Regions from separate parts of the Capsicum annuum genome. Here region 1 is linked to region 2. Evidence: chromatin contacts called from public Hi-C data. All regions are on one chromosome and are shown on one strand. The core of a region is the stretch at or near the end of the contact, and the rest is flanking DNA. Distances in the headings are between cores, read along the strand shown. Region 1 overlaps LOC107863466 (clathrin heavy chain 1). Region 2 holds the start of LOC107863491.

The links. A called contact is a pair of places that touch in the nucleus more often than the background predicts.
Region 1: a contact with region 2 is called in a Hi-C map of leaf, with 2.5 times the contacts expected there. The contact joins the enhancer-like site here to the promoter of LOC107863491 in region 2. A contact is called at or near these places in 3 of 5 Hi-C or Micro-C datasets (bud, leaf and placenta).

What each region holds. Positions count from the first base shown.
Region 1 is chr3:150,634,135-150,636,834 of UCD10Xv1.1, reverse strand. It overlaps LOC107863466 (clathrin heavy chain 1), which reads left to right. Exons shown (of 30, transcript XM_016709399.2): 28 at 1-112; 29 at 822-932; 30 at 1,137-1,701. The coding sequence ends at 1,280. Among protein-coding and RNA genes, the nearest start is that of LOC107863466, 12 kb to the left of the region's middle. Within about 2 kb of position 1,359, at least 3 of the 5 cell types and tissues checked have an H3K27ac peak or open chromatin away from gene starts, as enhancers often do. A contact at or near this core is called in leaf, where this site is marked.
Region 2 is chr3:150,138,297-150,140,996 of UCD10Xv1.1, reverse strand. It overlaps LOC107863491, which reads left to right and starts at 1,335. Exons shown (of 2, transcript XM_016709423.2): 1 at 1,335-1,578. The coding sequence starts at 1,537.

The DNA of each region.
Region 1 (2,700 bases), core at 110-2,609, 500 kb before region 2:
ATGCTTCACGTCATGCTTGTTTGTTTGTTATGATTTGATTCGCCCGGATGTTACCCTCGAGCTAGCGTGGATGAATAATATGATCGACTTTGCATTCCCTTACCTGTTACAGGTAACTGACTCTCCACCCTAACCCCGTGTCAATATTTTCACATGCTTGTCTTCTTTCAAGGAGAATATTCTTTTGCATTGATTTTCTTTGTGGATATTTAGCCCCACGTTTAATACGCCTTGTCTGATGGATGTGTATGCTAGTGCATCCTTTCAGCCTTGCCATGGCTGCAAGGATATCTGATTCGCTCTGGAAAAACCTGTTTGTACTTGTCAGAGCAAGGCTGCAAGTATATCTGATTTACTCTGGAAAAACCTGTTTACTTGTCCAAAAAATAAAAAAGGTTTTGTGTTTCCTTTGGGTGTGTTTCACATGATGTTCTTATTGAATCTCTTCTGGATTCTATTTCTGGTTATTTCCTGTTTATAGTTCACTATGATTATGGTCAATTTTTCAAAAATATAAAGATGCCCATATGACCGTGTTAACTATTCTTGATCTTGAGCCGGGGGTCTATTGGAAACAACCTCTCTACTTTTTCGGAAGTAGCGGTATGGACTGCGTACATTTTACCCTCCCCAGACCCCACTTGGTGGGAATTCACTGGGTTTGTTGAACATGCATGTCATAGCATCATTGTTGCCTCCTAGCTTCTGCTCATATGCAGTAATCATTTTGTTGTCTGCTTTAGTTTTCTGATTCTCTGTTGCTTGTTGATATCTAGTGTAATCTGCAGCTATTTTCTGATTCCTCTCTCTCTCTCTTGTAGTTTATTCGAGAATATACTGGCAAGGTTGATGAGCTGATAAAAGATAAAATAGAGGCTCAAAGTGAAGCAAAAGCCAAAGAGAATGAAGAGAAGGACGTTATGAAGCAACAGGTATTCTGTAATATATATTGCAAGTAATTTCGTAGTCTACAGTCTACTTAATAGCTAGGAACATAACCACCATTGCAAAAACTTTTGGTAATGTTTTGAAGTGTGACATTAAAGACATGCATTTTTATGTGGTAAAATGGCCATTCCTGTAATTGCTTGATGTGTAAACAAGCCATCGCTAAACCTCTTCACTTTTGGTTGTAGAACATGTATGCGCAGTTGCTACCTCTGGCTTTGCCTGCTCCACCAATGCCAGGTATGGGAGGAGGTTTTGCTCCACCTTCGCCACCTCCAATGGGTGGAATGGGAATGCCTCCATTTGGTATGCCACCCATGGGTCCCTACTAATTCAAGGTTTTACTTCAGCTACTGGTGTAAACAAACAAACACTAAAAGAGTGAAGCATGCAATTTGGTCGTTTTTGTTGGAGTTGGGGCTGTTTCCCGTGATTCTTTCAGGCTGCAGTTGATTGCTGATCGGCAGAAATGGAGGCTAGATAAAATAACCATTCTGTTGTGTGTCATAAGGTGCTGATATCTCCTTTGTAATATTCTTTTAGAAGAGGCAGTTTTTTGCAGCTAGGTAGCAGATGGAGGATCGAGGATATTACAAATATCTAGAACTATTTAGAGATGCATTATATTGCATTTTGTACTATTTTCTGTCAAGGATTAATTTCCAAAGTTCTGTAAGTATTTCAAGGACGGGCGTCTTGTTGATAAAATTTAATTTTAATGCTTTATTCAGGGAAATCTTTTTATCTTATCAACAGCTGCACTTTTTTTTTGTTCTTCTATTTTTCATTGTTCCAGGAACAGCCTAGTCTTGCTGAGTCAGTTCCATTTTTTCATATACTTTTAGCAGTTTCTTAAAGTTTTTGCTTCTTGTTGATATTAGTTTTCGACTTCTGAGCATGCGTGCGTTGTACCCCATATGGATGAGTACCCAACTTTACAAAATTTTGATTCTTGCAAAATAATTAACCCATTTAAGAACGTTGATGCAAGCGCGTGCCCTTTTGGCTCAACAATTTCAGCAATGTGTAGTTTCTGTAAGTAGACCAAATAATGCAAATTGTATGTCTGATCTTCCATTTAAGAACGTCAATGAAGATTGAGTAGCAAAATAGTTGTAAGATTACGTTAAAAACATAATTCGTATACCATTCTATGAACTTGGTTTGGAATGACAACAGTATAAACGTTTCCATGAAGTCAAATACTACTACATTAAGTTAATCAAATTAATTAAGAGAAGTGGAAAAGGCTTAGAGTGTTTACTCATATACACGTTTTCATGTGCCAAACAAATGCAGATAACTTTTATGAATATTTTCATTTTTTAACTTTTAACTTTAACATCCTTCCATTTTTAATATTTAGTGTTCTGGCAGTTTCAAAATCGTTAGTTGAGTTATGAAAAATTGGAAATATGCAATTTGTAAATCACAGTTGAAAAATGTCTTTTATAAGAGAAGTATTATAATACTTTCTTGGCAACTGTCTTGACATAGTGCCCATAGAATATAATTATATTAAACAATGATAAAAACAAAAATGAAAGGGAAAAGGTCGAAGTGGGGGTGGAACAAAAATGGGAGGGGTCGCTTTGTGTTCCAAGTTCAACCACCATATGATCCCGCGTCATCAACTAATGTCTAATCAGAACCTATACGATTGATCCCATTCATATCAACAATTATGTAATTAGGTAGAACATAATTCATTTAGGACTTGAAACTATGACTACACAACCTTTAAATCTGAGT
Region 2 (2,700 bases), core at 86-2,585:
AACAAGATGACAAAATTGTCACAACAAATATCTCTGAAAAAGGTCAAAGTTCAAGTTTGTGCTATTTTACAATAATGTTCGAGAACAAGAATAACATCAATAATAAGAATTGATATTTCACTCAAAAAAATACCTCATTTCCATCAACCACCATATTAAGAGAATAACTACCGCAAACTACGGTTTCTTAGGTTCTTCCTACTTTTTTTAGCATCAAAAGTCAAAATTATTTACCCATACTTCACGATAATGCAATTAAAGTTCTTATTTTTCTTCATTAAATAAAAACCCCTAATTTTCAAAAAAAATAAAATAACAAATATAGAACTCTTACTTGCATTGAGAGAGAAAATGACAGCTACGAGGAAGAAACAGCTACAAGAAAGAAGGAAGTCGAAAATAACAACTTATATGGTCAGAAATGGAAATAAAATCGATCCATCGTGATGGGTTTCGGGCAATTTGTTGGAACAAAAAGTTGAGTTATTGAGAGAAGAGAAGAGGAAACGTTCTCAGAGATATTTTTGGAAAACTGATGGGACATAATTGTCATATATTTTTATTACACATTAATTAGAATTGGGGTTGATTTGTAATTTTAAAAAATTAATAAATTTTGAAAATATTGATTTGGTCCCAAATATCTTGATTAAGTTTTTAAGGGGGATTTTGACCCTACCCTTTGGTCAGTATCACCAATACTCAAAAAGAAACTTAAAAGACTCTTTTTGTTCAATTTTTTCAACATTCTAAGTAGTCGTTTGGCCATGAAAACTAAAAAATTTTGAAGTTGAAGTTAGAATTGGAGTTGAAGTTGGAGTTGGAGTCGTTTTGACTAGGTCTTTTTGGTAATATTTTTTAGACCTTTGAAAAGACTTTTTAAAATATAATTTTATACCTTAATTTTTAAAAACTATCAAAATCACCCAACTTAACTAATTTACCTACAAGATACAATAATGTGACAGAAGATAATAATGTTGCCTTTGTTGTTGGTGTTGTATAAAGAGTCACAAGAATGAGCGGATTAAGTTTCCATTGTATTATGAGGAAATTTTGAGGAAAAGGAAAAAAATAAAGTTGTCTTCAATTTTAAGGTTTTTTATCTATGAAAATAAGAAGTGAGCAATGTGGTGATTAGACATTTAACTCCAGTTGTTGATAAAATTAATAGAGTATTTTTTAAATAAAAATAAAATTATTTATAATAAATGAAGTTGAAATTGAAATTAAAAAAAATAAAAATAAGTAAAATTTATTTTTATTTTTTCAAAAATAATTTAAAATTAAAATTAAAATTTTTATAGCCAAACATATTAATTTTGACTAAAAGTGTAAACAACTTTTATTGGAGGATAATTACGGCTCTCTATCAGCACCGTTCATTTTGGAAACTGAAGGCAAAGCAGAAAACTGCTCTCAATTTTATTCTTCATATCTCCTGCGCTTCAGTTTAAACAAAGTTTACATTGCAAGATTTCATGGTTGGGCTGTAAAACTATATTTGAGCATCCACACGCAATAAAGAGGAAGTCCATGGCTGCTTCTTTGAATTCTCTCCTGGGCTTTCCCTCAATTGTATGTATTGCATCTCCTTCCAGTTCTCTTTCTTTTTTCGCTGAAAATTTATCTGTTCATACTTCTAACGATTCTCTTTCATGATCACCTTCTAAATTCATTGCTTTAAATGGAATATTACTTGCTTGGCTATTTTTGGGTTTGATAGACACTTGCTGGTCGTTTGGTTGGGAAAGAGTTATCCAGGAACAATTAATCCCTAGTTAGTCCACCATTTATATGGAATAACTTATCCCATACTATGGAGATAACTTATCTCATCACTATTGTGTAAATGTTGGGATAAATAATTGCGGTACTAACTAGTGCCTCCCACTAAAATGGGATAAAATAGTCCTCATTTTATCGTGGGACTATTTATCTCTTATACCTCACACTAAACGACCCTTTAGTGTTAATTGTGGTTATTTGATAGTAAATTAATCTTGTGATTAGATAGCATGGAGGGAGTGGAAGCAAGAATTTATTTTCCTTAACGTGTAAATAATAGATTAGGATCAATCAGATATTGTCATGTTTCGATAGGAAAAAGGGCAGCTCAGTGCACTAAGCTCCTGTTATGACAGGATTCAGGGAAGGGCCGGATCACAAGGAGGGTATATTGTATGTAGCCGTACCTATGATTCTATACTTCTTAAATAGAAATTATGGTTAGCTTGGTTGTGTAATGGGCTAGTCTTGTTATCTAGGTGATATTTGCAGTTACAGATCATAGAAGTTTGTATCTATGTATAAGAAGTCAATAAAGAAGGAAGTCGTCAAGCGATAGATGTAGTCACAACTTCTAATAAGTACATGGCATGGAGGATATGGTCGAGCTAGTAATAGGAATAAAGAAGGAAAGAAATTCTAGAGTTTGCTATAACTAAGACATAGGACCCATTTGACCATAGACTTCCCAATTAGGTTTTAGTGTTTGGTCATACAATCTATCATTGTTTGGTAAATAATCGAAATTCCCAAATACTAGAAAATTCTAGTATTTGGGCCATATTCCAATTTTTGTGAACTTTTAAAACTAAAATATGTTTCCCAAATACTATGGACAAACACATGGTGGAATTTCACAAATCTTCACCCAAAAATGACTTGCCAAAAATATTTGGGAATCTATGGCCAAGC